Linked DNA regions of Mus musculus: region 2 is linked to region 1. Evidence: chromatin contacts called from public HiChIP or PLAC-seq data. All regions are on one chromosome and are shown on one strand. Each heading gives the region's core, a stretch centred on a gene start, on an enhancer-like site or on the middle of the called end of the contact. The rest is flanking DNA. Distances are from core to core; before and after follow the strand shown. Region 1 overlaps Lamc2 (laminin, gamma 2). Region 2 has its middle 23 kb from the start of Lamc1.

Region 1 (5,960 bases), core at 796-3,295:
AGGTTAGGATGAGAAACTAGTCGCCCAGGGCTCCACTTCTCCTGACAGCTCCAGGGAGAATTCTTCCTTTCCTCTTGCCAGCTGCAGAGGAGGCCAGGCAATCCTGGTCTTCCTTGGTGCATAGCTTTATCCGTCCACTCCCTGCTTGTGTGATCCCCAGAGTCCTCTATCATCTCTTCTTTTCTCTATCCTCCTTCCTCCTTCTTCTTTCCCCTTCTCTTCTTCTTCTCCCCATCTTCCTCTCCTTCTCCTTCATCTTCTTCAAGATATGATCTCACTATGTAGCCCAGGCTGGCCACTATATTCATATCTCAGTCTTATCTTATAAGAAGATATCAGTCTCACTGAATTAAGGGTCCAGTGTAACTTCACTGTAGCTAATTACATCTGCAACTGTCAGTTTTCAAATAAGGCCATCTTCTGAGTTGAGAGAAGCGTGTAAGCAAAGACTCCATCCACCATGTCTTTGTTCGTGCTGGTAAGCTCTCTCCCTCTGAGAAACATCCCTAGCCCTTAGGACTTCACCATGAGTTTTAGGACGTAAATTTAACTTGTAACAATTGACATCAGCGTTTTGATTCTGGATATGAAATCCCCGTGCTCTACAGCCTTCTATATCCTTTGTCTCAGCTGGGCCTATTTTAGTCTGTCCGGCACTGTGAATGCTTGGTGCTAGGGATGGAGATAAGAACTATCTGGTCCCTTGCTTGACGAGCATTCAAGAGATCTGAGATCCAGCTCTGCTATGCCTAGAGCTCCAGCAAAGGAATGCTTCTCGGCTGAAAGTGACCTCCTTCCTGCTTACTTAAGGACTTCTAGGGAGCTGGTGCCACTCCAGGAAGTCAAGAGGTCTTGGGCATCTAGACTATTCGACCTCACTTTTAAGACTGCTTGGTAACCTACAAACTATAATTTCTAATAATTCCCCTTGAGGGCAGTTTCATAAACCTTCCTTTATATGGCATCAAGCATAAAGATACCTGCAACTGTTTAATTGTAGCTTATTGATAAAGGCATTGATGAACTTTTTCCCTGCAAAGACAAAAACCCACCACTACAGTTAACTCCAGGTCTGTATTCCAAGTACAACTGTCTTGGGGAAATCCTTGTAAAGTTGTTCCAAAGACCAGGTGAGTCTTTGGAATAAAGCCCATGAGTGTCAGAGAATGGTGTTTCTTGCCTTCTGGGTTTGCTCAAATGCTTTCCTGATTGCGTTAGAAATTTTCTAGGCACCGAACTGAAAGAGAACCAGTGTTTTCGCACTGACCCTCCTAGTCTCTAGAGAGCTAACCTTGAACTAACTTGCTTGAGGGCCAGCCTGGGGAAGGGTGTGTCCCGAAGTCTGACTCTCTCATTGTCCATCTGACTTGCTCCATCAGAGCCAGGCACAGATGTTTTTTTGGTTTTTTTTTCTCCAATTGTCCTTGGGATGCTTTGAGCCTCACCCTCCCTTTCCTCACGTCCCTGGCTCTTTTTATTCTCCCAGGAGATAGGGAGTCTGAACTTGGAAGCTAATGTGACAGCAGATGGGGCCTTGGCCATGGAGAAGGGACTGGCCACTCTGAAGAGCGAGATGAGAGAGATGGAGGGGGAGCTGGCCAGAAAGGAGCTGGAGTTTGACACGGATAAGGACACGGTGCAGCTGGTGAGTGCAGGCGTCTTTCCATGTGCGCTCTCTTTAGTTGCCAAGACAAAAATAACATCTCAGAACACCTTTGTACTCACTCGTCCTCAGGTGATTACTGAAGCCCAGCAAGCTGATGCCAGAGCCACGAGTGCCGGAGTTACCATCCAAGACACACTCAACACATTGGACGGCATCCTACACCTCATAGGTCTGTAGAGCATCCTCAGCTTTCCAGCCCAGGGTCTGTCCCCAGAGGACTTGACATTCTTAGTCCGGATGCGAGGGGATCTCAACTTTCCCTGAGACCATCTGGAAGTCTGCTTTGTCTCAGGGCCCAGACACTTGGGCCAGGTTGCTTTACATTTTCCGTCTTACCATGTCTAAGATGAGTCACTGAGCACTTGTATCTGGGAGTGAAGGGCTGTGAGTCAGAGCACTGGGTGTGTTCCAGGAAATTCCCAGAAGTCTGGTCAGCTTGAGGGTCCTGGTCTTGAGCCTGAGGGGCCCCCGGGCAGTCTTAAAGAGGAGAGTAACCACATCACTGCACCAGAGAGAAGTTATGGACTGGGGGGCCTAGAGACAAAGAAGGCCATGTGGGAACTATTGGAAGCAGACAGGAGCCAGTTATGAAGCAGAAGCAGTGGGGAGGGAAAGGCTTGAGCAATGGGCTGCCTTGGTCTGAAGGACCATCTGCTAAATCTGATGAGGTTCCTCCCTAAACAAACCTATACCTGTTATGACCAACTGGGAAAAGAGGAGCCTCCTGGATAAGTAACCTGGAGGAAATGTGCAAAGAGGGGGAGATTCATGGATTTTAGGATAGAATAGATTTACTAGCACAGTATGGCAGGGAATCGGGTTTCCCTGTAGTTACTACCCAAAGAAGACTGCTGTTAATTAAAAGTCTAAATCTGGGGGCTGCAGAACTGGCTCATTGTCTAGCAACATGTGTTCTTTCTTCAAGAGAATCCCCTTTACTTTCCCAGTACTCAGGCTGGGCATCTGTAACTCCACTCCAGGGGCATCTGATACCCTCTCTGGCTTCCATGGGCACCTGAACTCATATAGAACATGAACACACACACATGCATGTATATGCACACAGAAATACTTGTTTAAAAAGTTGAAGTCTAAAGTTAATAGTTAATAGGGGGCCCTCAACAACGGAGACTCCAGTGGGTAGGGACTAGGAGCTAGGTCACGTATTCCCATGGCATCCAGGAGAAACCCCAGCTATGCCTCACTGGTTCAGTAGAACAATTGCAATGCCTGACTGCCTCATGGAGGAGTATCACTGACAGGCCAGTATTCTCTGTGCTGTTACATTAATGGGTCTATTTGTGATCCAGGAAGCCCCAGAGAGTAAAATGTCCTCTAAAGATGAAAGATAAGATCTCCCCAGTTAAGATTTTAGCAGCATGGGATAGCATTCTAAAGAACGGTAATGAAATTAATGGGGCCTTTAAAGGGAACATGAGTGGGAGGGAGGGAGAGAGGGAAGGTGGTGGGAAGTGCTAACCATTTACTACCTGTCAGGGACTGTGCCAGGAGCTCTCAGGGCATGACCATTTAAGTCTTGTTAGCATTCGGGGAGATGAATTTTATTGTTGTGCTTCACATGGGGGTAAACCAAGGATGCACAGCACACAGTAAACTGTGGGGCGGGGCTTCCCCTGAGATCCGTGTCTCCCTCCATGTTCCTGTCCTGTTCTCTTCCTGAATGTGGCTTCCCGTACACATTACTTCACTCCCAAGCTCACTCATTTGCTGTGCTGGGACACAACCCCTAATTCTTGAAGTTTTCCCTGAAGGGTGCATCGGGTCAGTATTTTCACTGTGGTATAACTTCTACTTTAGGCAGTCTCTTGAGTTTGAGGGTAATAACTCATTAAGTACTCTCAGTCTAATAAGCTCAGTCTAATAAGCTCAAATCCTAGAATTGACTCTCACAAGTTTTCCTCTGGCCTTTGTACATGTTCTGTGGCATGTGTACACAGACACAGACACACACACACACACACACACACACATCAGGAGGAAGCAAATCCTGTCACTGAGGCTCAGATACATGAGGCAGCCCGACCTTGAGTGTGAACCCACTGGGAACTACTCAAATCTACTTGAACTAAATGAATATGACCTGGTACTCTCATGTTGACATTGGTTTTATAGAGTGTACAGGTAGAAATGCCATGGCATTTGTTATAAATGGAATGAACAGACACCGAGCCAGAATGAAGTCATACATCTTTCCCTAGCAGCTGGAATCCATCCTCCAAAGAGCTAAGGACACCCTGGCCTTTGTAAACCCTGTGGCTCAGCCTATTTCTAAAGGTCTCCTAATATAAAACAGCAAGATACTTCCTTGGGGTGATACGGAAAGTCTGTTTGGAGTTAGTTTAGATCCCAGGGGTGAGCTATGTTAGACCTCAGACAGCTTTCGGCCCCTTAATAACCTTCAGCCTTCTCAGCTCACGATCCATTATCTCAACCAAATAGAGCTCGGAACTTCATTGGCTACACTATGGAGCTTAGTCTTGAACTAGGCTGTTCAGAGCACAGATGCAGGCCTCATGTTCTTAGGAAGATTTCTACTTTATTCTTAATTGAAAGTGAGGCCATCTCAGTGTATGGCAAACTGTTTTCTCTGGGCAGAGTTTGTTAGGATCTCAGGAGGACCGGTGCATGTGTTCCTTAGACAGCTTGTCTCTACTAACATCCTTCTTGTTCCCTAAAACAGACCAGCCTGGCAGTGTGGATGAAGAAGGGATGATGCTATTAGAACAAGGGCTTTTCCAAGCCAAGACCCAGATCAACAGTCGACTTCGGCCCTTGATGTCTGACCTGGAGGAGAGGGTGCGTCGGCAGAGGAACCACCTCCATCTGCTGGAGACCAGCATAGATGGAATTCTAGCTGATGTGAAGAACCTGGAGAACATTCGAGACAACCTGCCCCCAGGCTGCTACAATACCCAAGCTCTTGAGCAACAGTGAAGTTGTCATAGAGATTTGTCCACTGTGGTGAAAGGACACAGACCTCAGGGGTCAGGAGCCATCTCGTGTGGATGGGCTGGGCTCAGGCTATCTGAACACATTTAATGGGTTTGTTCAGGTCCAATTCCATCCCTGAGACCATGGGCGGGTGGATGTCTTCCTGTACCAATATAATACTGTTTGCTTCCTGATGCTGGCAGTGAGGCAGATAGCGTTGAGTATGAGATTGATCAAGGACCAACAAATGCTGCGCTCAGAACAGTGACAAACTGAATTCTGGGATATAGAAAGTCCTGCTGCTATGTCAGGACAAGAGATCTAATCCCGCTGTGGCCAGTAAAGTACTCTTGCTTCACCCACTAGACGTTTTTTGTCCACCACATTTCCTCCAGTGCCCACCCAATACATGAGTATGTCCTCCACTTCATGCTGAGTGCAGAGAGCAGTGATGGGTATAGATCTGGAAATCTGGCCCATGTGGAGCAGTGGTGCCCGCTGCCACCCCTCACCTTCATGCTCTCGGCCTGAGTGTAACAGCCTTTCTCCTAATGGTGCGAACAACTTAGAGGCTGTATTTTTTATGAAAGCATCTTTTACCAGCCAAGCAATCATTGGGAAAGTATTTCCTTTGAGTTTCAAAGTGATATAAGAAAATGTGTCCTGGGCACTAAAGGAAGTGGAGTTATCTAAAAGATATATTCATCATAATCCAATCTTCCTTTGGAAACACTAAAACTCATATACATCTGTGTATTGTATCTTATTTTCTCTTTCTCCCTAAATCAGGGATAATCCAGCCTTCTAACATATATTTATTGCGTCACTACTGTGTGCCAGGGGTGAGTGGAACAGTATGGACAGTCTCTACTCTCATGGAGTTGAGTGTCTAGTGAGAAGAACAAACATTAGAATAAGTAAATGGAAACTCCCATGCCTTGTTCATCTCATGTGATATTTATTGCAGTCACCCACCCTTTGGTTTGAAACCTCTTTTCTTAATAATGTGTTGCAAGACATTCCCATGAGGGTACTTGAGTTAGAGCAAAGTTGAGATCGCTCTGAGTTGTACACATTTCTCTATGTTCCAGCCGTCTCTCCACCCCTTCCCACAACAGACTGTTGCCACAGACGGTTGCATCAGGGCAATACCAGTGGGAATTGCTGAAGGAACCGAGGCATTGGGACCTCAGTTTGGAAGACCTGTACTGTCTCACCTCTGTATCTCCTTGTCTTTTCATGGATGTGTATTAAATAAAGGAGTGTTAGATGCTGGGGCTGAGTTTCTGATTTTATTAAACTCTTAGTTGGGGGTGGAAGGATGGAGAGTGAACATCCCACT
Region 2 (5,440 bases), core at 2,589-5,088, 230 kb before region 1:
ATGAGTACACTGTAGCTGTACAGATAGTTGTGAGCCTTCATGTGGTTGTTGGGTATTGAATTTTGCTCGCTCTGGTCAACCCCGCTTGCTCCAGTTGGCCCTGTACACTCAGTCCCTGCTTGCTCTGGCCCAGAGATTTATTTATTATTATAAATAAGTACACTGTAGCTGTCTTCAGGCACACCAGAAGAGGGGTCAGATCTCATTACAGGTGGTTGTGAGCCACCATGTGGTTGCTGGGATTTGAACTCAGGACCTTTAGAAGAGCAATCAGTGCTCTTAACTGCTGAGCTTCCTCCCCAGCCTGATACATGTTTTTGAAACAAGGTTTTATGTTGCCTAGGCTAGCCTCAAACTTGCAATATTATAACTGAGGCTGACAGTAAGCTCCAGCTGCCAGGCCCTAGAGCTGGGATGACAGACATGTGCCACACCTCTTGCCTGGTGGTATTTTAATAGGCGAGAGATACACTTTATCCCTGTGTTGTGTTTGCTCAAGCCACCATATTTTCAGCCCAATCTATGAGCTAAGTGGGCTAGGCATCTAACAGTAGCTAACATACATAGCTCTGAAAGGGAGCCCCCCATTTTGTTGTACTTATATACAGTCTCCACTATTATTGTTGTAGCTAACTACTTGTTCCCAGGAAGCACCATTAGCATACTGAGGAAGGAGTTTGACTAACTGACTGACAGCCAAGAACAGACATGTGCTCAGTTGATTTTACAAGTGGGTGGGGTAGAGAACTGAATGATCTGTTTCCACCCACCCCCAAGCTAGGTTCATATATTCATTTGTTTGTTTGTTTATCCTGTGTGACACAGCACATATATAGAGGTCAGAGGACAACATGTGGGGGCTCCGTGATCAAACTCAGGTCACCAGACTTGTGGCAAGTGCTTTTACCTGCCGAACTCTCTTACAGACTTTGGTGGGAATACAAATATCCTCATATTCTGAATCTAGCCTAAGAATTTCGTATATTGTCAGTAGCTTCTGCACATGGTTGCTAATATTCGCTGTTCATGTTTCCCCAAGTGCCTGACCATTCAGCCAAAATGTTGGGTCCCATCCACAAGTCACTGATGGCTGTCAGGGGATCCCAGGAAGCAGGCAACTACACTTCTGAGTAAAGTTCTCCCCAGCAGGAAGGGGAGTGTTTTCCAGGGCCACTCTGGGTGCATCTAATGCCACACAGTGCTGGTATCTAGTCCAACACAACCTGTAAGTTGGTTAGAGATTTTCTTCCTCACTTTATCATGCCTATGGATATCATGATGCTATGTGGGGTGAAGGAGGGGAACCAGTTTGTGGCTAATGAGAGGGTCTCAGGTTTAAGGACCTACATCAGACCAAACTCTCCATTGCTGTATCCCTCAGTGACGGAATGCTGCTGGCCGCTCCCTGCTCCAGGGCACTATCTCGGATTAGAGAGAAGGAAAATCCTGCCCAGCTGGTGATAAGCAACCCAACTAACTAATCTCTGCATGTCTACAGTCAAATAGTCATTATCAGGATCCGATATCAAATTAAGAGCTATTTATCAAAAAAGAGAATAGGTATTTGTTGAAGAGAGAATGTCTTTGTGATGATAAAATTGGGTTCTTGATAGGATTATTATTCTCGTTTAGGCCTGCCACAGGCTCTAGAGAATTCTAAATTAGCCACGCAGACACTAGAGACTGTCACGGCAGTGGAAGCCACTGCCAGCCATCTTTCATCATGGCTTTTAACACCAGTGGCTTTATAGGTTGCTCAAGGCACACGTTAACCACCAAGTATGTTCTGTCTTCTCAAGGCAGTTTCCAGGCATAGTGAGATCTCCTTTTATAGAGGATGTCCTGCTACATCTCGATCACTGGAGTCCAGAAGCCTTCTGACCCACAGGACAACGCAAACTGGTGAGAGCACAGTACAGTGCTTCTGGTGGGCAGCATCTGTTCCATCTCTCTATCAGGGAGAATAAACTATTTCTGGTACTCTCAGCTTGTTGCCATAGGAGACATGTATCCACCAAATACACAGGAGCTCGTGAGAAGCCTCCTTTTATTGATTTGACCCCTTAATGAAACGACAGCTGTGCATTAGGCCTGGAATCCCAGCTGAGACAGGAGACTCAGTCTGGATAGCAAGAACCTCCTGTCTCAAACAGAAGAGGGACACACAGACACACAGACATGCACACAGAGAGACACACACACAGAGACAGAGGGAGGCAGGCAGGCAGACAGACAGAGACAGAGACAAAGAGAGGTCAATGACGTGACGGACAGATATGATGTCAAGACCTGTTTATCTTCAGGCCAAGTCAACCTCAAGCTCACTAAAGACATGACAGGAATTTTTCCTTTCTTAACTCCTGTTCCTCTGCTGCTTGTACCAACCATTTTCAACATTTTTTATTTTTAAATATTCTGTGTGTGTGTGAATGCAAGTACCCACAGAGGCCAGAGTGTTGGGGCTCCCTCCCTGCAACTAGCCTTCCTGGCAGTCGTGAGTTGGGATTCCAACTCCAGAACAGAGCCTGTACCAGCCCCAAAGGCACTTTTCCTCATTTTAAATGAAGCACTGGTGGAGTTTATAGTGAGGAGATTTTAGCATAGACTTGAGCATGAAGGATAAGACAGAGAGAAGTTGAGAGAAAGACACACCCATGTGCCGGTGTGCACTTCTCCTGGGCACTTCAGCAGCGGCCACTTCTAAGTACTTTTAGTGCTTGCAGTTTTCAGTCCCTCCACAGAATGCTACCACCCATCCCATTTTACAGACGAAGAAGTCTCATTAAGTGACTAAGGAGCTTGCCCAAGTCACACATCAGTAATTAAATGTAAGTGGTTTAGATCCAGGCCAGTTCTCTCAGACATCACTTCCTTGTGATAAATAAAATATTCAACAGGAAAGCCACGTCTTTCCTTACGCAGCATGCATGGAGAGAAAGCTGTTGAAGTTATTCATTGAGAGAAGAGTCAATGGAAGCCCTGGATGTTTTTGTAAAGCAGTTAATTCAGGTAACTTCCCCGTGCTTCCATTGAACCTAGTTCTCAGGCCATGCTAAGCCAGCTGCATCTCCAGCCAGCAGGCAAACTGAGATTTTTTCCCCCTCTTTTTTTTCTTCTAGTATTTCCCTTGGCCATTTATGAAATTGCACTCCTTTATGAGTTCATTGTTTGTCTTCCTCCTGAGATAGGGAATTCCTTGAAGGGAAGGATCATATTTCTTTTCCTTTTTTATCTTCTGCAACAATGTACAATGGAGGGTTGCTCACCATAAAGACAGCAAATTATTCTATTCAAAAGAAATAGTACTAATTATTCAAACTCAGTGTTTGTGAATACCTTCTCCCCAAGGGCACAGGCTTATTTCAGAGCCTTTGATTGAACAAGCCCTGATACTATTCTTCTAAGAGTTAAACATTCTTTTCCTTGTTTCACAATCGAGGACCTCACTGTCAAAAGGTCAAGTGACTTGCCAAAAGTTATAAAGTCAGTCACTGAAGGGAAAAAAAAAATCCAACCATCTAGCAATTATCTTTTCTTATTACAGAACAATTCTCTGCAAGCTGAATTAATTCACGAATATATTAAAAATATTTAAAAGTGTATTTGAGGACAATGAAGCCAGTCTTGAATACAAAACAGTCAATTATGTTAACTTTTTTTTTATGAATTATTTTGAAAATCGATCCTGAAGGGCCTCCAGAACCTACTTTCTGTGTTATCTTTGTTTCCTGCACATTATTTCAGTAAACACGGGCTGCATCCTCCCAGGAGAGATGCAGGGCGGAGGTGAGACAAAGCTGCACACCACTTAACTTGTTTTGGCCTCAGTAAGGAAACGTGGCCACTCCAGATGTTTCCATGGTCTGAGCACATTGGATCCAGTGGGTAGGCGAGGCTGGGCTGAGACTCAAAGACAGGGGCTTTCTTTTAGCCAACAATAAAATCCCTGCTTCCGCTCACAAGGGCTTCTTTTTTAAGAAGGAATATTGCTGCTACTCAGTTATAGATTGGTTCTAGCTAATGACAATCCGGGAACTTGAATTTCTAAGCGTGGATATAGTTATTTTCTCCCCGATGTCTGCCCCAGAGACTGTCCTGTCCCTCAGACCTTGTTAATAGCATCAACATCCCCGGAGCTGAGTTGAAAACCTCGAGCTCATTCCGGAAGCTCCAAGCTCCGTCTCCCTCACCTTCCTGTGTCTGTCCGGTCGCGGTACCTCCTCCTCTCTTGTGTAACGAACCTGCCATCAGTCCACCGCCTCTCTGCCTCTATTCTCTATGATGACAGTCCCCTAGGTGCCTTTCCTGCCTCCTCTCTATTTCTGGCCATTTTCCCTCACCAGTTTAACAGAGTTATTTGTATATTTAAAAATAACCTATAGCTATCTTTGCCTTTGTTTGATTTTTCTAAGACAGGTACTCAATATACAGATCAAACCAGTCTCGACTGCACAGAGATCTTCCTGCCTCTGTTTTCTTAGTGCTGGGACTAAAGGCATGTGACACTACTCCTGATGTTTTAAGTTTTTGTTAGTAAATATCAATTATACCTAATAATGGGTTTCATTATGACATTTTCATACATGTGCATAATATGTTTCAAATATATTCACCCCTGTTACCCTCTCATGTCCCTCCCCATCCCACTAATCTCTTTTTCTTTATTCCTAGATCCCTCCCACATTTGTGCCTTTTCCCCCCCATCAGAGTTGCTCACAGGAGTATGGGTGAGAGGTTATTTACAGGAGCATAGGTATTTTGCCACTAGCAACACTATTGAAGACAGTCTCTCCCTCCCCTAGCAACCAGTGATGGTCTACAAATCCTCACGGATTGGGGGGGGGGTGTCTCAGGAATCTTTCCTTGCTACCATTAAATGTCTGTGTTTCCTCAGAGAATGAGGGTTTTGTTGTTTTCCATAACAAACTTAAGTATTTATTTCAAGGTCTTTCTTCCTTCTCCTTCCTTCCTTCCTTCCTTCCTTCCTTCCTTCCTTCCTTCCTTCCTTCCTTCCTTCCTCCCTCCCTCCCTCCCTCCCTCCCTCCCTCCCCCCTCTCTCTTTCTTTCTTTCTTTCTTTCTTTCTTTCTTTCTTTCTTTCTTTCTTTCTTTCTTTCTTTCTTTCTTTCTTTCTTTCTTTCTTTCTTTTTTGAGATAGACTCTTAGGTAGCCCAGGCCGGCCTTGAACTTGCTGTACCATCATGGGTAGTCTTGAACTCCCACTCCTCTTGCCTTTACCTTCTCAGTGCTGGGATTACCAGGGTATCACCACACCCAGTTTGTGGGGTACTGCTGACTGAACCCAGGGCTCTGTGTTTGCCAGGCAAGCACTCTATCACTTGCACAGTGTCCACTCCATGGCTTTGAAGGCAGGGTCAGACTTGGGAAGTGGCCAGCTGCTTTGAGACTATGAGGTTGGGAACTGGTGTTGTTGTTGTTGTT

What was found. HiChIP or PLAC-seq counts read pairs in DNA pulled down with a chosen protein or histone mark.
Region 2: an H3K27ac HiChIP or PLAC-seq map of heart atrium shows a contact between it and region 1, with 5 times the contacts expected there. The contact joins two enhancer-like sites. A contact is called at or near these places in 2 of 484 Hi-C or Micro-C datasets (the G1E-ER4 cell line and uterus), 9 of 115 datasets of contacts at active chromatin or transcription factors (acute myeloid leukemia, embryonic basal ganglia, embryonic stem cells and 6 more) and 2 of 9 other capture datasets (adipose tissue and liver).

What each region holds. Positions count from the first base shown.
Region 1 is chr1:153,122,691-153,128,650 of GRCm38.p6, reverse strand. Lamc2 (laminin, gamma 2) reads left to right here. Exons shown (of 24, transcript NM_008485.3): 22 at 1,487-1,645; 23 at 1,736-1,835; 24 at 4,368-5,895. The coding sequence ends at 4,621. Among named protein-coding and RNA genes, the nearest start is that of Lamc2, 61 kb to the left of the region's middle. Within about 2 kb of position 2,045, at least 79 of the 459 cell types and tissues checked have an H3K27ac peak or open chromatin away from gene starts, as enhancers often do. A contact at or near this core is called in adipose tissue, fibro-adipogenic progenitors, heart atrium and 1 more, where this site is marked.
Region 2 is chr1:153,352,644-153,358,083 of GRCm38.p6, reverse strand. No RefSeq gene overlaps it. Among named protein-coding and RNA genes, the nearest start is that of Lamc1, 23 kb to the right of the region's middle. Within about 2 kb of position 3,838, at least 27 of the 459 cell types and tissues checked have an H3K27ac peak or open chromatin away from gene starts, as enhancers often do. A contact at or near this core is called in adipose tissue, fibro-adipogenic progenitors, heart atrium and 1 more, where this site is marked.